Regions from separate parts of the Sus scrofa genome. Here all the other regions are linked to region 1. The links are chromatin contacts, called in public Hi-C and promoter capture Hi-C maps. All regions are on one chromosome and are shown on one strand. The core of a region is the stretch at or near the end of the contact, and the rest is flanking DNA. Distances in the headings are between cores, read along the strand shown. Region 1 holds the start of HIVEP1 (zinc finger protein 40). Region 2 overlaps ADTRP (androgen-dependent TFPI-regulating protein). Region 3 holds the start of ADTRP (androgen-dependent TFPI-regulating protein). Region 4 has its middle 72 kb from the start of ADTRP.

Region 1 (6,330 bases), core at 2,472-4,971:
CAATCACTTCTGACAGTCTATCACCTCTTTAGCAGATAGTACACCAAAAAATACTCATTAAACTTTTTTAGTAGTTGGCATTGAACTGGGTACTTCCACATGAAATTAGAGGCTGGGTTCCTTCTATTAGTGTATCCTTTAAGGTAATGGTATCGATATTGGCATAAATGTGAATTTAATCATCATTCTTAAACCTTGCCATGGTGAAAGTCATTTTCTCTTCTCCCCCTCAAGCATCACACCACCCCAACTCCCCCATTTTCATCACAAAATCTATTAAGGTCTCAGCATCTGAAATGATGGACTTTTTTAAAATTCCTTTTTCTTCTCTGCCCCACAGACTACAACATTAAAAAAAAAAAAAAAAAAAAAAAAAAAAAGGAGCTCCCTTCGTGGCACAGCAGAAACGAATCCGACTAGGGATCACGCTTTGCCATGAGCCGTGGTGTAGGTTGCAGACACGGCTTGGATCCTGCATTGCTGTGGCTGTGGTGTAGGCTGGCTGCTGTAGCTTCGATTCAGCGCTTAGCCTGGGAATTTCCATATGCTGCAGGTGTGGCCCTAAAAAGAAAAAAAAAATTGATTTACTGTAATTTTTTCACAAAATATAATCTCAGTATTCTCTGGGTTCCAATCACAGATCTACCACTTACTAGCTCTGTAGCTGCAGGCAGATTATTTACCATTTCTAAACCTCTCTTCATCTGTGATACAGGTTTATTAGACTGGGGAGTAAAGGAAATACACAGGAAAGCCTGGCAAGGCATAAACTCCCAATGACTATCAATTACTGCCACCACCCCTACTGCTATATTCCTACTGCTGCTGATACAAATACTATTGTAACAACTTCGTCCAATACAAATAACGCTAGCCAGTGCAAATACTACTATTGCTATTACTGCCCATACAAATGCTACTATTTCAATTTTTGCTGATACAAATACTACAGACAGTCCTGGACTTAGGATGGTTCCACTTACTTTTTAAAAAAATTTATGAGAGTGCAAAAGTAAGATTAAATAGAAATCATGCTTCGCATTTTTACTTTTGCTCTTTTCTCAGGCTAGCAGTTTGCACTATAACAATGCTAGGCCCCAAGCCACAGCTCCCAGTCAGCCACACCATCGAGAGGGTAAACAATCCAGCACACACGATGATTCTGTTTTTCACTTTCAGTACATTATTCAATAAATTACACTAGATATCCAACACTTTATTATAAGATAGGCCTTGTGTTACATGATTTTGCCCAACTGTAGGCTAGTAATGTGTTCTGAGCATGTTTAAGGTAGGCTAGGCTAAGCTGTAGCTTAGGTGTAGTAAATGCTTTTTTTTTTTTTTTTTTAAATTTTGAGGGCCACACCTGCGGCATATGGAAGTTCCCAAGCTAGGGGTTGAATGGGAGCTGCAGTTGCCGGCCTACACCACAGTCACAGCAGTGTGGGATCCGAGTTGCATCTGAGACCTACGCTGCAGCTCACAGCAACACTGAATCCTTAACCCACTGAGCCAGTCCAGGGACCAAACCTGCATCCTCATGGATTCTAGTCGGGTTCTTAACGTGCTGAGCCACAACGGGAACTCCCCATATGCATTTTTGATTAGGATGTTTACAACTTATGAGGGGTTTATTGGGCTTAACAGCACTGTATCTAAGTTGTTTTTGGTGTATTTTTTTTTTGTCTTTTGTTTGTTTATTTGTTTGTTTGCCTTTTCTGGGGCCACTCCTGCGGCTTATGGAGGTTCCCAGGCTAGGGGTCAAATCGGAGCTGTAGCCATCGGCCTTTGCCAGAGCCACAGCAACACAGGATCCCAGCCGCGTGTGCGACCTACACCACAGCTTGTGGCAATGCCAGATCCTTAACCCACTGATCAAGGCCAGGGATGGAACCCGAAACCTCATGCTTCCTAGTTGGATTCGTTAACCACCGAGCCACAACGGGAGCTCCCCTGTTTTTCGTCTTTTTTAGGGCCGCACCCATGGCATATGGAGGTTCCCAGGATAGGGGTCCAATTGAAGCTGTAGCTGCAGGCCTACACCACAGCCCCAGCAATGCCAGATCTGAGCCGCATCTGCAACCTACACCACAGCTCATGGCAATGCCGAATGCTTAACCCATTGAGCAAAGCCAGGGATCGAACCCACGTCCTCATGGATACTAGCTGGATTCATTAACTACTGAGCCAGGACGGGAACTCCAACACTACTGTAAATCAAGGAGGATATGTACTATTTCTATTCCTGCTGATACAAATACTACTATTACTGCTACTGCCAATAAAAATACTATTGTGCCAGATCCTAAGTCCATCAGTAATAATAGTTTTTCTTAAAAAGATTATTCTCAGTCCAGATGTCTCCAAATGACATGCAGTATCATGTCTTAATTCCTTCCTAAAGATGCCCAGGGAGGCTTTTCCCTGCCCATTCTGTCTTTGCAGCTCACGAGAAGAGACCCCCTTCTTCCTGTTAGGGCAGGTGAAGGCCTCTCATCTGGAAATAGCTCTGCATGGCCTTCGCTCCCTCGCACATGCTCCTGCTTTGGACGCTACATTTGCACGGCCACCCCTCCTTTTTCACATTTACTTTGACTTTCTGTCCTAGCCAGAAAAACCATCACACGCACGGTTCACTTGCTCTCACCTTCAAGCCACTTCCCTTGCCTGGAATGCTGTTCTCATACAATTGCCAAATCCTGAACTTTTTCTCCCTCAAAATCCTGCTGAGAACTCACCGTGGGGATGGATGGAACTTTCTGTGATAATCCTGCCCTCCACCCAATCCAGAAAGCTCTCAGCAATCACGTAAATAACTGTGTATAACTTTAATTGGCTCTGTTTATAAGCCTCCTCTTGTATCTTTTTCCCTCTAGGTATTTTTCCACGTGTTTATTCTGTCTCCATTAATTTGTAAACTCCCAGAGGGCAAGGCCTGAACACAGGTTGGTGTTGGCATAAAATGGATGAACAGTTAGGACCGAATGGCAGCCTCTGCAGTGTTTCTTGATTACGAATCTGACAGTAAAGAAAAGAAATCCTTTTGTTAGTGCTTTGTTTGTGATGGTCCTGAGACTGCTAATCTAATGTAAAAATATATCCGGTTTCTGCTAGTGTCCAGTTAAGGAAGATAAAATCAACAGTTACAAGCTTTCCATAATGGGAGGGGGAGGGTGCGGGAGAGCCTGACCTGTACCAATGGTACATGAAAGGCATGTGATTATGTGAGTTTATTTTCTTCAGTGGTATCTTGTCTTTTCAAGGCTGCAGGTCTATCTTAGAAGAGAAATAATATTTACTTTCAAAACCGAAATCTAAAAACCAAACAAAGCCTCAGAAAACATACAATACCACCCTGTTCTAAGTTTGTGCTGAGTGGAGGGAAAATGAATCTAATTGAGAAGGCTTCTTTTTTTGTGTGTCTAACAGAAAATGCCACAGGGTCCAGCTCTCCAGGATTTCTGGATAGGTGGATTGTTCATTTCAGCCCAGATAACAAAGGGAAGCAGGGCAAACGCTCTTCTCACCGCGGGAGTAAGAAGTGGGAATCCTTCCCCGTGACCACCTGCTTCTCTCTCTTCAAACTAGCAAATAAACTGCCAAATAGCTGTGTATCGTTCTCGGCGCAGAGCCCACGGTATAAACCCAACGTAGGCGGTGCACTAGATAACATCAAAGCCCCAGGCAGGGGCCAGAAAAGGGGGGGGGGCAAAAGCAGCCGAGGGAATGAAGCGCCTCCCCCTAGCATTTCCTCTCACGCCCACTTCCAACCTAGGAGGCTTTTGGTTTCTGCTTTTGTTGTTTTTAAAATTAAAAGTTAAACGCAGGAAGCTTTGGATCAGACTTTTGCGTGGCAGTTCGGGTAAGTTTTCTCTCGGTCGGCTCTTTTGTCTGGCGTCTGGCCGGGGAAGAGCCTGGGCGTGGGGCAGAGCTGGCAGAGCGTGCGGGGCAGGTTTTGTCGCCGGGTCGCCCGAGGAGGAGGGGATTCGGCCGGTGGACGGGGAAGCCCAGCGCGCGCGGAGGGCGGAGGGCGGAGGGGAGGGACGGGCGGCGGCGTGACCCGGAGGCCAGCGGGGAGGAACCTCCGGGATCTCCGCGTGGCGCTGGCGCAGCCGGGCCGGGCGCAGGGCGGAGGGCCGGGGCCGCGGGGCCGCGCCAGGGGGGAGCCCGAGCCGGGCCGGCCGGGCGGCCGCGTGGGAACCGGGGCAGGGGGGCGAGAGGGCAGCGGCGGTGGCGCGGCGCCCGGCGGACGCGGCGGGCCAGCGGGGTCCCCCGACGAACCCCGGCGGAGGACTTGTGTTCTCCCCACACTGTTCTGCCAGACAAATGTGGGACTGCCCTCAGCTGAACCCCACTCCGCAAGGGGGGCTCCGAGAGCGCTCGCACCTCCAGGAGGGGCGCAGCTGGAGGGAAGTGGGGCCCGAGAGGAGCCCCCTCCTTTTTTTTTTTTTTTTTTCCGGAGTATGGTCACCTCCCCCATTGTGCCAGAATTACCATTCCCATTTATCTTTTGATTCAAAAAAAAAAAAAAAAAGGTGTTTCTCCACATTCCGTTTATAGGATACAGTTTGAGAAATTGTATTTAATTTGCCACCAAATAATTAAGCCGAAACTAGCTACTTTATAGTTGAGTTGGATTCCCCTGCATTCTGATAACTAGGGAGTCAGGGCTGTAGGAGGAATTAGGAAAAGAAATTGCATTTAGAAAATTCGGAGTGGGAAACTGTTCGGTATTGTATATGCTTCAAAAAATTAATATTAATTTAATGCTCCAGAAAGTGAAATTGTGAATAGAATATAAGAAAAGAGTCCTATAGCAAATTAAAATGACGACATTAATCTATTACAACTCCAGATTGCATGTTTAATTTGTTAGAAAGTTCCCAGCAATGCCAAATTCCATTTAAACCTTGTGTTCACGCTAAATATTTGTTATGGTCAACAACTATTGGGTTAAAAATATGGTAATTTTGACTTAGCAGGTGACACAAAGTAGAATCAATATTCGTCTTTATCCTCTGAGAAATTAGGTATACTTTCGCACTTAAAGAGATGTTTGTGTTTCTTTTAACACAAACTGCGAAGTGTACGTACTTTTTATAGTTGCCATTTAATTTCATAAAAGAGGTGATTTTATGACATCGAAAATTTAAAGAGTGCATTATTTCATGGCAATGTTGGAAGCATAGTTTGCCAAACATTATTGCAAATTTAGGCAGTTGTTGGCTGCTCTTTGCTCTTATGGCCAAATCCAGTTTTTGATGGGCATATTCCCCCCTTTACATGACATTATTTTTGGTTACAAGCTCGCTTTTATTGAGTATTCCATTTTTAATCATTGGCATACTGGTGCAGTTAAGCTTTTCTTAGCTCAAATGAGCTAGAGGTAGGATTTCCTCAGGGGAATTTTAGGGGTCAACCCTAGCAGGAAAAACCTAGATGTCTTTATGGAAGCCCCGAGGAACAAAACAATTCAAGTTTGCACAGATGGTCGGCAGAGTGGGTGTACGGTCGTTTAGCATTTTTATTCCTTAAAAGGGTAAAGCAGTTTGGGTTTATCTGAGAATTTTTTCTGCATCAAATTTTTGTTTCACCTTATTCCTCTCGAGTTTAGCGCGGCTCCTTAAACCAAGTATCTGTGCCTGCTTCCTTAGGGGTCCATGTGGGATTTCTGAGCCCCACATTTCTGTTCTTTTGGTCTAACCCCGAAAACTTGCAACAGTACCCTGGTCCAGCCCCTCCCAATTTCTTTTCCATCGGTTTCCAACTCCTTGCTTCCTCTATTGCTTTCTAGCAGCCGGGGTCAAACTCTGGGTTATGGTAACTACTCCCTCTTCCCCCTTTCTCTCCTCCCTAGCCTCCCCGGGGCCAGGTCGGCTGCCTAGCCCTGCAACCCCTTTCCTGACCCCAGAGACCCCTCTCCTCCCTGCCCCAAGCTGTCAGGCGGACAGGCAGGGGTTAACCGCGCTCGCAGCTCCGGCTCTGGGAACCACCAGCAGGCATTGGAGCGGCCTCTGGAATAACCTTGGCTTTCCTCAATCTTTTAATAGAACATCCGCCACCAAAAAGTGGTTTCAGTTCAGGGTTAATGATATGTCCCCTTCCACCCGTCAACCCGACACCCCGCCCCCCTCTCGGTTTTTTATAAAGTTGTTTTTCAAAGTTAATGAGTTTCAAGTTTCACAATGACTTTCGCCTTCCCTCCACGCGTTGCTGAGGAAACCCCCTTGGGGTCCCCCCCACACCCTCCCCCGCCCGCCCTTCTCCCGTCCCCTCCCCCTTTCGGCCCGGGCGGGGGGCGGGGCTGGGAGACCCCATGACGTCACCGTG
Region 2 (6,330 bases), core at 1,753-4,252, 240 kb before region 1:
ATCCCCACTAAGATTCTAAGTTATAAAATTGTCGTGCATCTAGATGGTCCCAGATGAAGGTCATATTTCAGGAAAGGATAACAGTGGCTCTAGTAACGGTGGGAGTAGGAGAGCATTGTTGATGCTGAGTATAACAAGGAAGCTAATCCTGGAGCTCAGCTTAGTCTGCCCCTCTGGCAGTTTTTTTTTTTTTTAAATTAAAGTATAGTTGATTTAAAATGCTTCTTCAATTTTTGTTGTACAGCACAGTGACCCAACTACACACAGTTTCCTGTGCTGTACAATAGGGCATCATTGCCCATCCGTTCTAAATATAACAGTTTGCACCAAAAACCCCAAACTGCCTGTCCATCCCACTCCCTCCACCCACCGCCTGGGAACCACAGGTCTGCTCTCCTTGTTTTGTAGAGAGCATCATCTGTGCCATATTTTAGATTCCACAAATAAGTGGTATCATATGATATTTGTCTTCTTTTTTGGCTTACTTCACTTAGTATGAGAATCTAGTTCCATCCGTGTTGCTACAAATGGCATTAGTTTGTCTTTTTTGTGGCTGAGTAGTATTCCGTTGTGTATATATACCACATCTTCTTAATCCATTCATCTGTTGATGGACATTTAGGTTGTTTCCATGCCTTGGCTATTGTAAACAGTGCTGCAATGAATATACAGGGGCATGTATCTCTTGGGATGAATGTTTTATGTGGATGTATGCCCAGGAGTGGGATTTCTGGATCATATGGTAGTTCTCTATTTAGTTTTCCAAGGTACCTCCGTACTGTTTTCTGTAGTGGTTGTACCAATTTTTATAGACACCAACAGTGAAGGAGGGTACCCTTTTCTCCATACCCTCTCCAGCATTTGTTATTTGTTGACTTGTTAATGTTGGCCATTCTGACTGATGTGAGGTGGTGTCTCATGGTGGTTTTGATTTGCATTTCTCTAATAATTAGTGATGTTGAGCATTTTTTCATGAGCCTGTTGGCCATCTATATGTCTTCTTTGGAGAAATGCCTATTTAGGTTTTCCACCCAAATGTATTCGTGGGATAAGATGTCTATATGTGTAAGTGTGCATATGTAAATGGGTGCCCAGATTTAGAGAGTTATTATACCTGAGGTGTCCTGGCAGCTTCACTGGGGGGGTATCACCTGAGTGGGCATAGTGTAGAAGAAAGGAATCATCTCTGTTGCCCTGTAGGAACTGCTATGGAGAAATGACTTTACAACTGTCTCCCTCCAGGTTAGGTTATAACTGAATATCTGTATGACACTTGTACTTGGGCATGCAGTGCCTTACATACTAGCAGAGACACTGAGAGCATCAGCAGACTTCTGGTCTACCAAGACCAAGGTGATGGTGCACCACGGGCCAGATGTGGCTGTTGCAGTGGCTGGTAGCAGTTTTCTACTTCTGCCAACCCAGGAGACTAATGGGCAGTGGCAGTGCTGGCAGCAACAGCAGCTGGAGTAGCATGCTAACCTTAAAGCAGAGTCCAGTGGAGGTGTTCAGTCCAGGAGACCTGGTAGTATGGCTTTACTGTCTGTGTGGGAGAGAGATGCTCAGGACAGTGCACAGCATGGGCATGTGTGGACACTCACTGGATTATTAGAATTCTTTGGAGATGGAGGTTTTGGAGGACTAAGCACCCAGATGTGGAATGACACTGAAGCTGTGAAGTAACCACAGATGAAGAATACAACGTTGTGATTGAATTAGATGACTTAAGAATATTTTGGCTGGGGGGTTTCCATTGTGGTGCAGTGGAAAAAAACCTGATTAGTATCCATGAGGACACAGGTTCTACCCTTGTCCTCACTCAGTGGGTTAAAGGATCTGGCGTTGCTGTTAGCTGTGGTGTAGGTCGCAGACGTGGCTCGGATCCCACGTTGCTCTGGCTATGGTGTAGACCAGCAGCTGTAGCTCTGATTCAACCCGTAGCCTGGGAACTTCCATATGCCGCCCTAAAAAGCCAAAAAAAAAAAAAAAAAAAAAAAAAAAAAAAGAATATTTCGGCTAACTTTTATTTGCATATTGCTTTATTCTATTTCGCTTCCCATGTCTTACCATGTCAATCCATTTTAAGCATTATTGTCAAGATAGTCTTTTTGAAGCATCATTCTCTGGCCACGTTGCTAATAATTTTCACTCCTGCCTTCATGCCAAACAGCAGCAACAACCCTATCTCACATTGTATGTACCGTATCTGGCCTCTCCACCCTGCCATCCACAAGTCTCTATAAGCAGGCAGTTCCAGGGTGATTTCCTGTTAGTCTCTTTCACTAGTAGGTCTGGCTACAGAAAATTGCTGACCATTGATCTCTGCTCCCTTGATTTGGGGACTGTACTGTGTTGTTCATTTTTTCCCTTTTTTTTTTTTTTTTTAATTTAATTTTACTTTTTAGCTGCTCCAATCCAGCCAGTCCCTCAGGGCCTAGATCCAATGACCCCTTTCATGAAGTCCTTACCACACTGCCCAGACAGATGCAACTACTTCCTCCTCATGTTCCTTTTGACTCCTGTTTGTTATTACACTTTATCACTTTCCATCTTGTGTTCTTATAATGTGTATGCATGGTTCATCTCCACTTACTAAGTACAGACCCCCTGCAGACTGGTGCTTGGCCTTATATAACTCTGCTTTTCCCAGCAGGACCAGTCCTGCTTGAGGGGAAATATTTGTTCAATAAAGGGATGAACAGCAGTAGGAACATTTCTCTTTTCCTGCTCCTCAGCACTGCCTTAGGGAAAGCTAGGTGATGTTTTGGGGGTGAAAGAGAGGGGAGGAGTGAGCGAGCTACCATATTTACAGATGACTAATGCTTTCCAAAGGAAATGAAAGATTTACAGTTATTACTACTTTGCAAAGCTTTATTTTCCCTCTCAGGGGCCAGCCCTCCAATTTTGCAATCTGAAAAATAACAAAAATCAAGTGCCACATATGAGGCAGTCCCCATGGTCTCAGTGGCTATTTTTAGGTCATTGTGACGTGGTTTCGGCAGTGAAATGCTTCTCCAGCTCAGGGTTATTGCCGTTTTTTGTTTCTCACGCTCTCTCTGGCCCAGGACCATATTCTTTACCTCATTCCTGCTAAGCTGTTTCCCTATTTGAGCATCCAAACTGGCACGCCTAACAGCTGACCCACAGCCACTTCCCTAAAATATCTCCATGGTTATCCACAGTTTGTGGAACTTGTTGATGGCCATCTGTGGCCGGGAAGGCATATGGGCCCCCAAAGTGTTGCATAAAGGTGGAGGTAGCTGGCAGCAAGGAATCTGAGCTCCCCTGATGAGGGAGCAGACAGAACTGGGGAAACATCAGTCAGTGGGGCAGGATAAAATGCCCACACACAGGTATATTTGCTTCTAGCAAAAATGAGGCCCAGTGGACAAACTGCTGATTTTGTACTTCGTTAACAATAAGGTTCAAATCCCAAACCACTTGGGCTCCCCGCCAGGGCTCCCCAGTCACATTCCTGCTGGTGATAGATCCCTACCCCTTCCCTTCATTTGTTCAGTTACATCACTTTAACATACAATCTGAGCACAAAGCTGGAAGCAACAACATCGGGAAAGCTTCTAGGCTGTAGAGATGATGGTAAGCTTTTTTGCATTCTCACCACTCCAGCATTTAGCAGAGTGTGTTTTACACAAATAGAAAGCTGAACAGATACCTGGCCATCTGAATATATTGAAAAGAGAACTGGATTTGGAAATAGAAGTCCTTGATTTGGAGTTCCCGTTGCAGCTCAGCAATAACGAACCTGACTAGTAACCATGAGGATGCGGGTTGGATCCTTAGCCCTGTTCAGTGGGTTAAGGACCCGGCATTGCCTTGAGCTATGGTGTAGCTGGTTGATTTTGCACATGACTTTAAGCCTGGCTTAATGCAAAGGAATAAATCGGCTTGGTTCCAGCATTGTTGTGGCTGTGGCGTAGGCCAACATCTGTAGCTCCAATTAGACCTCTAGCCTGGGAACTTCCATATGCCACATATATGGCCCTAAAAAAAAAAAAAGGATTAGATATGAAGATTGATGATCAGCTTCCAAGTCCTTAGGAAGAAAAAAATAATAATAATTTAAAAGTGCTATCTCATATATGAACTCCAGAAGTTACATTTTGTAAGAAAGAGTAAATCAGATTAAAGTCTACCCTTCTCCCAAAAAAGTGTGGAAATTCATGTGCATAATCAACCAGCTACCACCCTGCTTCTCCTCAAGACATGCAGCAGAAAGAAATATCCTTGTGTATACACTCTTACTCTACCCTAGGTGCTAGATAGTCTATCTTTAGGGATTTATTCCTTTGCATTAAGCCAGACTTGAAATATACGTGGCACATGTCCCACCATTCTCCACCTGCACGCTATTGGCAGATCTTGCTAAATGATAGCACAACTCTTTTGGTAGGGCTTCAGAATCCTTCACAACACAGTGTTCCAGACCTCAACTACCAGTACATCCCCAATTTATGTCTTATTCTCTAAAAGTGTCCTTTGTTAAATTGCAAAAGCCCTAGGTTGGAGAACAGTGTAGATCACTGGAGTCTTGGGGTAATTTACTGAGCAAGTGCTTACTTTGAGAAAGGAGAAGCAAGAAAGACTTGAGCACTGAGAATGTAGGAGGGTGGGAGGAACATACCTTGCAGAGGGGAAAGGAAGGCTAAAGGAAGAACCGTCACCTGAGTTTTGGGCACAAAGGTTACCGGCTGTAAGACAAAGGCTGGTGAATCCCATGAGACAGGCCCTTCTGGAGCCTAATCCTTTGGCTCATGTTCTCTTCCTGGTTTCTGTTTCTGACAGAGCACTGCCCTAAATTCAGCTTTCCCCCACATAGGGATTGGGGAATTATCCAGACTACCAGATGTGAAAGCCTTATGTGAGTCTAGGCTATAGAAGGAACATCATAATTCACTTCCAGTCTGCAGGTATTATTCTTGGCATGCCCCTCTCAGTAGAGCAAGAGGCTCTGGGTGAGAAGGCTAGAGAATGGAAAGGGGGTTTTCCAGTCACTGGGTGGAAGGCCAAGCACTTTCCTCTGACTATAGACATTGGGCAGCATTTCTGAGAATTAGTGTCACCAGGTGGCTGGATGATGAAATCTAGGCCAGCTACTTAAATTATTTCTCATGCCTCCAGCTAGGGTATTCTGCAAGACCCTGGGCAATTGCCCAAATGCCCTCTAAGTGCTTTAGTGCCAGATGTTAATGCAAATAAGCTAATAATGACATAGGCAACAGGAATGGACCAAACCTTGTATGCTCAACCTGTCAAATGCCTTTTGAGATGGCTCATTTAGATGCCTTAGATCATTCAGCCATTCGATATTTTAATTACAAATGGAACCAAAGATCAGTGTTTTCATGAGGAAAGTAACATGTGTGGCTTTGCAATGATGAATTCTTCAGGAGCGGGAGAAGGGAACTCATGACTCGCTATGTATGTGTGTGCCCATGCTTGTGTGTTCTTGTGCATGTGATGTTTCCATGACAGTTAAAAGCAAACAATAAGATTCCTTTTTCCTGAAAATTTGAAGATGGTAAAATCCCTGTAAAGACACTCCTGTAGAACAGTATGCTTCTTTTGGAATATTCCTCAGAGCCTGCAATGACAAGTCTAAGTTGATTTTCTTTCTGCAGTTCTTACCTGCTTATATAAGCGAGGCTAACAGCAGCAAACAAGGTGAGTCCTTTCGTCTTCAGTGGATAGCAGTGTGGCCTGAGGATGATTTCGACCAGTGAGAAGGGCAGTATGGCTGTGTGCTGCAGGAACAAAGATGACACATCCCAATGTCAAGGTGCCTTGGCTGCCTACAGTGCCCCTAATTCTCTCTTCCCCTCCAACCTACCTTCTTACACAAGTACCAAAAGAAACTTTCCAAAATTTGTCGTGGATAGTACTCCTTAGATGCCAACGACCTACAATGGGTCTCTCTATTGCCTACAAACTCCTTTGTCTGGCTACCAGGGCTCTTTGTAACATGCTGTCTCCTCTCTGGTCCTGTGTAGTACCTCCCCTCTTCTCTCTCTCTCTCTCTCACACACACACAAACACACACACACACACGTGTGCGCGCGTGCACCCTCTCACACATACCCACTCACACGCACTCATACCCTTGCACGCACTCCATGAAACAAGGTTTTTCCCTTCATTCTTTGCTCTCAGGGTGCTTGCTCCCCCCTCACATGTCTGTTCATGCCTCAGCTGTCTGCATGGAGTGTGTCTTCCCTCCTTGTATCCGTATCATCCATGTTGTTCACAGCCAGTGCAGGCTTCCATGATGCTTTCTCTGAATTTTCCTCTTGCTAATTTCTTTCACTCAGTTCT
Region 3 (6,330 bases), core at 2,030-4,529, 200 kb before region 1:
AGCTAATGATCCTAGAACTCATGCTTGGAACCACTAGGCTATACTACCTTCCCTCCCAACAGAGAATTGGCTTCCTCTTTCCTGGGGTCAGTTTATTCCCTCATTAGGCAGGGACTCACATCTCCCCTCTCCTTCCTTTACTCTCCTTAGATGCTAGGCAGGAATTGATCACTTAGGACCAATTCTCTTGAATCTCCTGGGGTGGTTTCAAAAGGAAATGAGACACACTCAAAGTGCTGACTTGTGTTAAGTTGGGCTTTGTTCTTAGGGGGCATAATGGATATTCCACCAACTAGAAATTAAAGCTGTTTAAAGGGGAGGGCATACATTTCCTGGAAAGCAAGCTGTGGTTGCTGACTTTGGTGAGCTTACAGAAAATAAATTTAAGTGTGTTATATAGCAAGTTATAAGACCTCCACCACTTCATAAACACAACCATTAACTAATTAATCATTTGGAAACACAACCATTAATCAGCCGGAAAGATCTGAAGAGCTAGAAATTTTAAGGCCTAGTGTTTCATGTGAAGTAACGTATTTGAAGTCTGTCTTTAAATTGATCCTCTAAAACTCACTAAACCCATCTTTACCAATTGGAAAATGTTGCATTAAGTCACACTCAAGATGACACCTAACATCTTGAACAGAACAGAAAGGAAATAGCCACAGGTAAGCCCCTCTCTGCCCATTTCAAGGGCCAGAAGTTGTCAGAAGGGACTGTGCTCCTCAGGAATGCAGCAAAGTCCAGTCTACATACTGTCACCCAGTTTTTATTAGGGGAATAATCTGTACCAGACACTGTAGCAAATACAATGAAGAATTGTAGAATGTTAAGGCTGGCAGAGACTTAGGAGATACCACTCCTGTTTTGGAGCCATTTGCAATTTGATCAAAATGTTAAAAATCACATGTGGGTGGAAATGAGAAAACAATGCTATACATAAATAAGCAGAGACTGATAGATGCTGCAGAAACTCAGGGAAAGGAAGAACAAATTTGGGTTGGAGTTTATCAGCAGAGATTTTAAGGAGAATATGGGATTTCAAGTGATCTTTTAAAGCAGCAAAGTGGTGAAGAAGCAGGTAGGTCTTTCATTCAAAAATAGTGTGAATATGGATAGAACAGTGACAGCAAAAAGCCTAGGGGCCAACACTGGAGTAGACACAGGCCTTCCTGGAGAATACACCAAGGTTCCTGGGGAGGGGAGCATTGGAAGGCTAAGCAGGCAGATGAGCTCTTAAATCAGGAGCTTAGAATTGATCCTGTAAAGTAGGAGGGAGCCACTGTAGTTTCTTGAGTAGCCGACCACAGTTCTCAAGCAGGCTCATGATGTTTGAAACCAAACCAAACCAAAAACAGTTCTTTGGGAAGATTAATCTGAAATCTGAGTGAGTGATGGATTGTACAAGTTAATACCGAGCCTACAATGAGAAGAGCTGTAAGACTGGGAAAGAAGGGTTGAATCTAGCAAGAGGAAAACATAAAATTTGGTGGCTTATTAGTCATGGAATTAACACTGGGAAATAAGTGTCTTCCGCAGATGAATGTCTGTTTCCATTCTTGGAAATATGATGGCTCTAGGACATGTAACTGAGCTAGAATTAAGAAGTCAGGGAGTTTTGTGAAAGTAGTTGATGAATCTGTTCTTAGCCATGCATAGGTGAAGTAGGACATCCATACTGGAATTGGATTTGATTAGACCATCAATTCTGGCTGATACTTCTCTCTTTATGTGGTCATTCTTAATATATAGCTAATAGGTTCATAAAGCTGAGACTCTTACAGTATTTCTAATTCCACATCATTTTTGTTATTGTTTTTGTTTTCATAAAATTCTGTGATTGAAACAAGCAGTCACTTTGATATGTTTCTGGCATAGTAGAGCTGTATTCAGAGCTCAAATCTCAAAATCAAAGACCAGCAAATTACCGGGGAGGAGGAAGCTGAATTTCCAGGTCTCTTTGATTTGAACTTTCTAAATTTCCTCTCCTTAGCATTTCAGAGTGTCATTTTTCTTACTATGCATTACCTCTGCCTAGGATTAAAATAACTTAAGAATTGGAATATTTTGTCCAGTTACTAAAATCAGATGTTTATAGGGCATCCTACATTTAGGTTAAAAATTTCAAACCTCAAACATTAGTTAGGATCCCTAAAGGATGTACCATTTTTAGCTTTTAACTCTAAATATAATTCTACATATTCCCAAACATTTTTTAAAAAATCTATTTTTCTCCCATTCATTCACACTTCACCAGATTATGTAAGCTGGGCTAGGAAGCAAGAAGGGATCAAGTCATGTGATTAGTTTGTAAAGAGTTGAAAATGTGTATTTGCCATTTGGTTGGGTGATTTTTCCTTTAAGATGGGTCTCTAAAAAATTGAAGTGGGATCTGAACATGGCAAAATGTATTTGCTTTTCTTAGATAAATCTGTTAGTCTGTGTGTGCTGTAAAATGGCATTATTCCTCCACTGGAAATTGCACTTCCCACGCAACATACGCCACTCTGCCTTCCCTCACAGACTTCCTCAAGCAAGGTTCAAAATCCCTCCTGCATATGTAGTCAGTCCCACGGTGAAATCATTAATTTAGCCCCCATTTGGGCTTATCTGAGAATTTCAAGGTAAGCTTCTTTTCAAAAGAGCATTTAGCAATTAGCCAGCACAAAAGGTAGCTATGGATAATTCCCAAATTGGCGTTCTCAGAGCAAATTGTTAAGAGAGAAGGACACAACTCACAAACAATGAAAAAGAAAGACAAATAATGGAATTTGTACTTAATAGAATCAAAAGGTGTTATTTGTATTTATCTATTATAGATAAATAGACTGCTTCCTGATACAGCTGTATGGACTTACCAGATTAAGGAATGTCAAGTACTTCCATTGTCCGTCATTTGGAAAGATTTTGGATTTCTGCTGATCCTCTCCTTTTTGTGATATATAAAAATTGAGGAAAATATACCAGCTCAAAACAGAAAAGTGGTATATGCATGTAGAAGTCCTCGTCATGGCTTGCTCTGACCAGGAACTATGAATGTCTCGAGTAGCTTCCCTGTGGTGTCCTTCTGCAGGTCACAGCTGAAGTCCTGTAGCAGGCCAGAGAGCTGTAAAACACACCCATCAAGGATTTAGAGTTTCAACATGGCTGAATTTTGCTTCTTTCATAGGCTTCTTTCCTGATAAACTTGAGTGACAGATTTACTGCTGATTTCAGATACTTCCTTTAGGTAATATCAGATAAACTGAAGGTTTGTGCATTACAGTGTGTAGGCTTTAAAGAGGGCAGGGAGTGATGCAAGAAGTGCACTTCGCCCTCATTGACTTGGATTAGGACATGATTAAATGACCTAATTAGGTATCAATACCTAATTAGGTATCAGTAAACTCTAATGGAATCCCATCATAGCCCATATTCTCTTTTCTTTCTTTTTCATTTGAGTAGAACATGGAAGTGGCCATAGCATATAGCTTGAAAAATGAGAGGCAGTTTGATAAACCAGAAGTAGAAGATTGTGGGCGTGTTTATCACATGGAGGAAAGTAAATATAAAGGGAAAGGTAGTGTAATCTTGCTCCCAAGGTCTTGGAGGCCCTGTAAAATCTGAAAAAAACCTTTGATCCTCCAGGGACCAGCCCCAGGGTTTTAGTTAGGTTTTTTTTGTTTGTTTTTGTTTTGTTTTGTTTTGTTTTTGCTTCCAGATTTTTTTTCTACATCCTAGAAAACCAAGTTACTAGAGCTGTTTCAAACACTCTATTTGCATAGGCATTTCTTTTCCCTGGGAGGGCAGAAGCATAGCAAGAGATCTGTGGCCAAAGATCAGAAAGAGGTATGTGGCCACTACCCCAACATACCTGAATTTAGGCATTGCTGGGAGAGAATGAGGGCCTCTGCATTGCCTTGGAGAGGACACGAATAGGCTTAGGCCGGGCAGAGTTTACACAACTGGGCCCTGTCTCAGGCTCCAGAGAAGAGACCTGAGAGAGAGCTGGAAGTGTGGTACCTTGTGACATCACCAGCTTGTTTCCCTGGGTAACTGACTCAGAAGGTCCTGAGCAAATTCCTAAGGGAAATCCTCCTGATTGAGTTATATAAGTCTGTAGTTGGTGCTTGTTTGATGATTTAACCAGGACTTACAAGTTCTGGGAGAAAGAACTACAGACTGTACATGGAGTAGAAAGCGAAAGCAAACCTACCTCCTAAGAGTCAGTGGATCCCAAACATCAGGTACTAAAAATGGGAGTAGAGCAAACCTAAGCCAACAATTTAGAATCTGCATTGTAACCCTTCCCAAAGGAGAAGGTGATCTGAGAAATGAGAGACGTAAAACCCTGTACTCAACATCATGGCCCAAGTTAAAATGGTCAGTAACAATAGCAGTACTTTTTTTTATGGTACTTACTATTCGGCAGGCATTATTCCAAGTGCATTGCACATATTAATCATTTAACACTTTACCACTATGAAGGAAGGAAGTACTATTATAATCCTCATTTTTTTTTTTTTTTTTTGTCTTTTTGCTATTTCTTTGGGCCACTCCCGTGGCATATGGAGGTTCCCAGGCTAGGGGTCGAATCGGAGCTGTAGCCACCGGCCTACACCAGAGCCACAGCAATGCGGGATCCGAGCCGCATCTGCAACCTACACCACAGCTCACGGCAACGCCGGATCATTAACCCACTAAGCAGGGCAGGGACCGAACCCGCAACCTCATGGTTCCTAGTCGGATTCGTTAACCACTGCGCCACGACGGGAACTCCATAATCCTCATTTTAGGATGAGGAAATTGAAGTCCAAGCTGCTAACTGGAGGCACTCAAAAACTAGTAAGAGGCTGGCAGAGCTGCAGTCTGCATTCTAACCAATGTCCCTGACCACAAAGAAATGTTTGCTCTGCATACCCTCAGACTCCCTTTGCAGTATTTCTCTACTCCCTGCTGAGCCTCTTTTATTCCTCTATCTGTCTCATCAGAAAATTCTCTCAGGAAAAGATCAGATATGTTTTGAAACTTGGTGCACATATGAGTTATTATGCTATGTCTCCCACAGTGTTTTCTGATGTTTAATGTAAACATCATTACAAATTTAGAGACTTTTGTCCCTTTGTATAAAATCTCAAGCATAAGTCTGCAGATGGGTAAGGATCTGAGGAAATAGTGAGAAAGGAGAGGAGACAAAGACCTAAATTGCTGAAATGTGTATGTCCAAACCTGGAGACTGGCCTTTTGACACCTGGATTTTTTTTTTTTTTCCTGCATTAGCCTTATTGCTCAGATGAACCCTCTCATAAATATTGATAACCATTATTTAAATTTGTTTGTAAGGGGAGCATTTGACTTTGAAATCCACTTGTTAGCATTTTAATGAGTAATGGCATGTTAATATATAGATTTGCGATAGGTTATAGGTTCTTTTTTTTTTTTTTGTCTTTTTTTGCTATTTCTTTGGGCCGCTCCCGCGGCATATGGAGGTTCCCAGGCTAGGGGTCGAATCGGAGCTGTAGCCACCGGCCTACACCAGAGCCACAGCAATGCAGGATCCGAGCCGCATCTGCAACCTACACCACAGCTCACGGCAACGCCAGATCGTTAACCCACTGAGCAAGGGCAGGGACCAAACCCGCCATCTCATGGTTCCTAGTCGGATTCGTTAACCACTGCGCCACGACGGGAACTTCCTTTTTTTTTTTTTTTTTTTCTTTTTTGGCTGCACCTGTGGTATATGGAAGTTCCTGGGCCAGGTTGCTATGCAACCTCACTAGAGCTATAGCAATGCCAGATCCTTAACCCACTGTGCCAGTCCAGGGATCCACCTCGTGCCACCTCAGAGACAACACTGGATCCTTAACCCACTTTGCCACACAATGTATTTTATTATACAGTTTTCCACAAAACTGCTGCCTAAAGGAAATTCTATATCGTGACCATATTCACATCATAATTTGTATCCCAGGATGAATAACCAGATAAATTTTCATGAAGTGTTTTGGCCATCTATCTCCCACTCATCCCACTCTGAAACAAGGTGTAGCTTGGGGGAATAATGACAGTGTCACAATATTACAAACTAATACACAGTTGAGTCTGATGTTAGCCTGCCTTTCTCCACTCTCCAAGTATTTGGAGTCCTCATATCATATCCAGGAGAAGTAGAAGAAAAATGTTCACTGACTTTAAAAAATTGACAGAGGAGTTTCTGTTGTGGCGCAGTGGTTAATGAATCCGACTAGAAACCATGAGGTTGTGGGTTCAATCCCTGGCCTTGCTCAGTGGGTTAAGGATCCGGTGTTGCCGTGAGCTGTGGTGTAGGTTACAGACACAGTGCAGATCCTG
Region 4 (6,330 bases), core at 2,032-4,531, 130 kb before region 1:
CCGGTGTCTCCTCCTGATACGTAAGTGATAGAATTGTATCTCACAAACTTCTTGGCCAGCTGTAAGGAATAGATAACATGCTTTTGAAATCAATCATAAAATTGACTTAAAAGCAGGAAACATAAGCGAGTAATGATGGACTTTAAGCATCAGTCTCATTCAGCAGCAAGGCAGAGCATCTGAGAAACTCCACACTGGCTGCTGATCATTTCATGCCCTAGAAGGCAAGGGAGGAAGTAATCTAGGTCTTTTTTAGATTTAGAGAAATTTAGTGGTAAAGTGAATGTGACGGGAACTTGAAGAGAAAGTGAATTCTTGGTAACCAGGGAGACAAACATAGAATATGGTCAAGTGAAAGACAGACTTTAAAATTTCTAAGAAAAAGGAGTTCCCGTCATGGCACAGTGGTTAACGAATCCGACTAGGAACCATGAGGTTGCGGGTTCAATCCTTGGCCTTGCTCAGTGGGTTAAGGATCCGACATTGGTGTGAGCTGTGGTGTAGGTTGCAGACGCGGCTCAGATACCCCATTGCTGAGGCTCTGGCGTAGGCCAGTGGCTACAGCTCCAATTAGAGCCCTAGCCTGGGAACCTCCATATGCTGCAGGAATTGGCCCTAGAAAAGGCAAAAAGACAAAAACAAATGTCTAAGAAAAATATTAAGGTATATCAACCAATGATATACTAAAGGGGCAAACAATTCAAGAACTTTAGGATATTCTGGAATATTTTCTCCTGATTATACAATCACAATAAACACCAACTGGTAATAAAAAGAAAAGACATAAGAAATTAATCTCAAAATAATTCAAATTTAGTAAAATATATGTAACCCTGGAAATAGTAACATAAAATCAATAATCTCTTCCCTTTCTTAGTAAATTTCCAACCCTCCATCCAATTAATTGAGCCAGAAACTAAGGACAGTTGTCCTAGAACCTTGATTTTCACTCCCATCTCATTGACTTACTTGCCAGGATCTTTCCATTCCTAAATGTATGCCATAGCTGAATGTGGCTCATTTCTATCTCTACTGCCGCTGTTTTAATTCCACTTTTTACTCTGTCTCTTAGTCTACTACAAGACTCCTAACTTGCACCTTTACGTCATCCTCTAAACTCCTTCTAGAGAGGTCTATTTAACCTACAGATTTGATTATATCACTTTCCTCCTTGAAACTAGTCATCTGATCTCCACTGTGTGTAGAACTCCAGACTCCAAAACATGGCATAAAAAGCAATTCTTTGGTTTTATTTCTAGGCATGCTTATTCACAAACAGCCTCTAACTAAAGATCCCAGAGCCTAATGCATAGTAAGTATGTAATAAATGCAAGTTAGTTGGCGGAATGAATTTGTATGTGTGTTTTGATATCCGAGCAAAGAAAGCAAAGAGCACATATAGATGCCTAATGAGCCATTACTGGGTCTGTAGCCTAGGGGATATCCCAGGAAATGAAGAAAGAGCTTACTGAATGGTCATCTGAACACATTGTCGGTGTGCTTCGGGAAATAAGCTGTGGAGCACAGAAAAAGTACAAGGAAACCAGATAAGTAGCATGACTTTTAATATAGACTGACTGGATTCATGTCAATCTCAGAAATAATGATAATTAGGACTATCTTATGAAGATTTGGTGAAAGGAAGTTGTTTTCACCAGGAAACACGGTAATCTCACTTATTGTGGGGCAAGTTAACTAGTCTGGTGAATGAGAAGGATGAGGTAGACACCATGTAACTAGATTTTAGAGATGAATTTGACAGTTTCCATTGTTCCACCCTGGAGTCAGGTAGACCCATAAAGATAGACACAGGTGGTGTCATCATTAGACCGGTTATCCTGGTGCCAGTTAGATGCAAAGTTAAGTTCCTAGTGGCCTGCCCTAGAATATTGTCGTCAGCCTCATCCTGTTCAATTGTTTACCCAAAGCTTGAATGAAGGTCCAGAAAGCACATTAACTGAATTCGTGGATTGCATCTGTGTAATTAGAATACTTTATAAGCCGTGTAAGAACCCTGAAAGGACTCAGCAATAGGGATATATGGAGTCAACATTGTAAAATGAAATTTAACAAGAATATGAAGATCTGTAGGTCTTCCACAAGAGTATCGGTGTATCGGTTTGGGAAACCTGTCACTTCCTATACCATCTGATTTAACAGAGTGATCCAAGGCTTCTTTAATGGAAATAAAGAATGTGGGATGAAGAAAGAATAGTCTCCTTTTGTGCATGCTGATGGATCACACCTGGAATATTGCTTTTGCCTTAGGCAGGCATCAGATTTTCAAGTTGGGCCATAGTAGAGGAGAGCAAGTAGAATATATAAGGTGTTGCAACCACATCTAATGAAAAACAGTAGGAGGACCTGAGGTGAACAACCTGTTGAAGGGGTGGCCCAGTGGCCAAGGGAGCCATATGACAGGTCAGAAGGGATGTCATGTGAAAGTGAGATCTTGCTTGCTCTGTGTGTCTAGTCTCACAGGTAGTGCTGAGACCAACAGGTGAAAGTTACATGGATACAATCACATTTTATTATAAGCAAGGGATTTATAATAATCACAGCAATGATTGGAAAACCACTTAGGATATATTGTTGGTTCAGTCTTTTGATGGGAGATTGGGCTGAATGAATTTCTAAGGTGCTTTCTGACCTCCACTTAAGAAATATGATAGCTATATATGGTAAATTCCAAAAAAAATGGACAAAAACATTGGAGTTCCCGTTTTGGGCAGTGGTTAACGAACCTGACTGGGAACCATGAGGTTGCGGGTTCGGTCCCTGCCCTTGCTCAGTGGGTTAACGATCCGGAGTTGCCGTGAGCGGTGGTGTAGGTCGCAGACGCGGCTCAGATCCCGCGTTGCTGTGGCTCTGGCGTAGGCCAGTGGCTACAGCTCCAATTCGACCCCTAGTCTGGGAATCTCCATATGCCGCGGGAGTGGCCCAAAGAAATAGCAAAAAAAAAAAAAAAAAAAAGCTCCCATTCATTTATGCACATAGTTTTGCAATATGACTTGGCAGCATCTCCCATTAGTTTATTTCTCAATCTCTTGAACCTAGGCTTAGCTACAGAACCTCCCTTGACCAAAGTAGAGGCTTGAAAAATGCTTGTCTGTCAGGGCTTTGTCTATCACTGCCCCTGGGAATCTTGAAATTGCTGTGAACCTAGGTTATTATGTTGGAGACACTTGACCAAGTGAGCCTTCTCACTCCACCTAACGGTGAAAAACAGTGAGCCAACAAGTGAGTAAGGTCATCCTAGACCAAGCAGGCCCTTGACCACCTGCCCACTGACCAAAGGTGAATGAATGGGCCAAGGTAAGACCAGTGGAACTGCTCTGCTGAACCCAGGTCACATTGCTGTGTCAGAATCATTAGCTCATAAATGATTGTTGTTTTAAGCCACTAGGTTTTGCTGTGTTTATAACACAGCAAAAGAATGATACATCATAGATTATACTCCGCTTTTCCTGAAATATTTGTTGTTTTTTCACAAAGTCTTTCCAGGAGGGAATCTGAGCATCTTTTTTTAGTTCAAGATGGAATGTACTCTTAACCTAACACTATAGAGAAAGTGCTGGGTTGAGACGGGGTGGAAATGATGAGAAATACGGGGAATGTGATTAGGTCAACAGATAGAATCTATTGGCCTAAAGATTTTTAAAAGTTATCGTAGGCATGAATAATTAATTATATAGCTGAATATCCAAATGACTGCATGAATGAAAACAGTCACAAAGGCATAAACACACAAACCGTTGTGCTGCATCTTTGGGTTTCACTCAGTGGCGTTTCCCGCTAACAATGGAGGCAGACGTACATTTTTGTTTACCAGGTTTTTAGGAGGATCATTATTCCTGATATTCATAACTCCACTTTGCATAGCACCTTTTGGCTTAAAAAGCATTCCACATCCATTCCTTCATGTATTTATAGTTAGTATTTCACACCTAGAATATTAGAGATGTGTAAATATTAGAGATGCATTTTAGTTGGGATTTCCAGAGAGAATCAAGTTCCTTCTGTTTTGCTGCAGCAGTGCTGAGTGGGTGTGAAGGAGAGGAGAGAGCAGGGTTAAAAGATGACAGTGAATCCCCTTCCCCCTACCCCCTCCCCCGGGGGAAGATCAGGTACTCTCCCTTCGTGGCTTGCAGAAGACAGCTTGAAGGTTCCCAGACAGCTCTAGTTTGAAAGACCAATATGGAACACACCCTTTCCTGTCTTTGCTTTCTTTGGTGCCATAGCATCTCAAGGAAATTTATTTATTTATTTTAGGAACATTTCTGGACTTTTTTCACGAGGCTTCATTTGAAGCGACTATATCTATTGTGAAAGAAGCAGCGTAACCTTTGCTGCTTCTTCATTTTAAGTTTTCTTTTGAATTTGCTGTTTTCTGAGCCAGAAGAAAGGAAAGGACGGCCTTTCCCTTTCTAACAGGTTAGGCAGGGCAGAGGCCTGAAATGGATTCTTTAGCATTTATCAAAGCCTTGAACTTACTCTGTTCAGCACATCCTTCTTTCATTTTGTGCTGACTTTCTACCTTACTTTGCTTCTCATCTTCTTTGTCCTGCTATTAGAAAGGTGCCTTTTTATGTTTCTCCTTGTTTATGCCTCCTCTAAATAAGTCTAAATATTGAGAAATGCCAGCCAAGGAAAAGGCTTTTATTTTTATTTTTATTTTTTTGTCTTTTTGCTATTTCTTTTTTTTTTTTTTTTTTTTTTTTTTTTGTCTTTTTGCTATTTCTTTGGGCCACTCCCGCGGCATATGGAGGTTCCCAGGCTAGGGGTCGAACTGGAGCTGTAGCCACTGGCCTACACCAGAGCCACAGCAACGCGGGATCCTAGCCGCGTCTGCAACCTACACCACAGCTCACGGCAACGCCGGATCGTTAACCCACTGAGCAAGGGCAGGGACCGAACCCGCAACCTCATGGTTCCTAGTCGGATTCGTTAACCACTGCGCCACGACGGGAACTCCGGAAAAGGCTTTTAATCCTGATTTCCAGGTTGGTGGGATTTTTTTTTTTTTTTCAAAGAAGCCGTTGTTACATGTTCCTTCAGGAAGCTCTGGAGCCTTGTCCTCCAGACCTGCAGGCCCTTTGAAACCAACTGGCTGATTGATCTGCTGACTTAGCAGATAGCATCATGAAAGTGTTATCAAAATACTAATTAAATAGAATAATTTTACTCATAATCTCAGCACCCCACAGATTAAACAATGTCCATCTTCCGTGAGGCTCTGTAATGGTGGTTTTTCAGGATAGATGTTGTTAAAGAGACCAAATACAGACATACGTGTATGTGTTTATATATATATTGTGGGTTCGATATACCTTCATATGCTTATGCATCCACTTACTTACATGTAAGGATGTAATGCTCTTTGAAAGCCTCATGGAGAATCACACTTTGAACTTACAAACAGCTATTTCACTTAAAGATTCCCTTTCTTTTGCTAGAAACTTTTTACATTTTATTACTTCCTCACTGCCCTACACCCTCATCGAGGAAAGATAGATTGGGTCGATGTTAAATAACAGAAAATTCCTTTTATAGGCATCTTAGACAACATTCCACTGTCAATACAGTAAACAGAAGTAAGAAATGTCAGTATTAGGCAACAGTCAAAATACTGAAATGCCTCTCTGGAAATTGTCTCTTTCAGCCTCCTACTTAGACTAATTCCTTCATTCACCTTCCAAACATTTGGCACAAGATTATCTTTCAGGGTGTAAGTTATGACCATTAAGCAAATTTATCCAAGCAAAAATGTGCAGCAAAAGTGGCTCAACACTTTCTAAAGTTCAGTGTCTCTTTTTTGAGGCAACGGCTCCTCTCAACAAAAATAGAATTTAGGGAGCGCCAACCAGAGCATCCTGCTGACTGAATCATCTTTACAAATAGTTGTTCTATTTTCAAAGTAAGAATATGTTTTTTCAGATCATGTTTAGACATTATGTAGCATAAAGGCATGAACAGAGAGATTAATTGCCGTGTTTGTGTTATTAGTAACACAAGGCTGAGATTAATAACCTTCTCAGAAAATTATTTCTCATGGCACACACGGAATCTTATTTTGTGTATTTCAGTATTGCTATCTGATGGTCCCAACGGTTCACTGTATTTATATAAAGATTCTTTGCCTCTTTCCAGAGCCAAAAATGTTTATATTCTAGCACATAGTCTTCAAAGACTTCAATGTGAAAAGCAGATGTATTTTAGAAAACTCATTATGTATTTACCAGAGTTATTTACTAAAGTGTGTTTTCTATTGAATCTGTCTGGAGCAGTGGTCCTCCACCAAGGGTAGCGCTCCCCCCCCGCCAGGAGGAA

Evidence for each region. Promoter capture Hi-C pulls out the DNA fragments that hold promoters and counts their contacts. Hi-C and Micro-C count contacts between places; a contact is called where the count stands out from the background.
Region 2: a contact with region 1 is called in a Hi-C map of embryonic fibroblasts, with 3 times the contacts expected there. The contact joins the enhancer-like site here to the promoter of HIVEP1 in region 1. A contact is called at or near these places in 2 of 5 promoter capture datasets (fetal skeletal muscle and skeletal muscle), 3 of 47 Hi-C or Micro-C datasets (adipocytes, embryonic fibroblasts and fibroblasts) and 2 of 2 datasets of contacts at active chromatin or transcription factors (alveolar macrophages and skeletal muscle).
Region 3: a contact with region 1 is called in a promoter capture Hi-C map of liver, with 4 times the contacts expected there. The contact joins the promoter of ADTRP here to the promoter of HIVEP1 in region 1. A contact is called at or near these places in 2 of 5 promoter capture datasets (fetal liver and liver), 7 of 47 Hi-C or Micro-C datasets (adipocytes, embryonic fibroblasts, fibroblasts and 2 more) and 2 of 2 datasets of contacts at active chromatin or transcription factors (alveolar macrophages and skeletal muscle).
Region 4: a contact with region 1 is called in a promoter capture Hi-C map of liver, with 4 times the contacts expected there. The contact joins the enhancer-like site here to the promoter of HIVEP1 in region 1. A contact is called at or near these places in 1 of 5 promoter capture datasets (liver), 6 of 47 Hi-C or Micro-C datasets (embryonic fibroblasts, liver, retroperitoneal adipose tissue and 1 more) and 1 of 2 datasets of contacts at active chromatin or transcription factors (skeletal muscle).

What each region holds. Positions count from the first base shown.
Region 1 is chr7:8,512,135-8,518,464 of Sscrofa11.1, forward strand. HIVEP1 (zinc finger protein 40) reads left to right here and starts at 3,722. Exons shown (of 8, transcript XM_013987651.2): 1 at 3,722-3,862.
Region 2 is chr7:8,268,594-8,274,923 of Sscrofa11.1, forward strand. It overlaps ADTRP (androgen-dependent TFPI-regulating protein), which reads right to left. Exons shown (of 5, transcript XM_021100192.1): 3 at 5,647-5,762. Among named protein-coding and RNA genes, the nearest start is that of ADTRP, 42 kb to the right of the region's middle. Within about 2 kb of position 3,003, at least 18 of the 83 cell types and tissues checked have an H3K27ac peak or open chromatin away from gene starts, as enhancers often do. A contact at or near this core is called in embryonic fibroblasts, fetal skeletal muscle and skeletal muscle, where this site is marked.
Region 3 is chr7:8,310,403-8,316,732 of Sscrofa11.1, forward strand. It overlaps ADTRP (androgen-dependent TFPI-regulating protein), which reads right to left and starts at 3,280. Exons shown (of 5, transcript XM_021100192.1): 1 at 2,859-3,280. The coding sequence starts at 3,011.
Region 4 is chr7:8,382,785-8,389,114 of Sscrofa11.1, forward strand. No RefSeq gene overlaps it. Among named protein-coding and RNA genes, the nearest start is that of ADTRP, 72 kb to the left of the region's middle. Within about 2 kb of position 3,282, at least 2 of the 83 cell types and tissues checked have an H3K27ac peak or open chromatin away from gene starts, as enhancers often do. A contact at or near this core is called in liver, where this site is marked.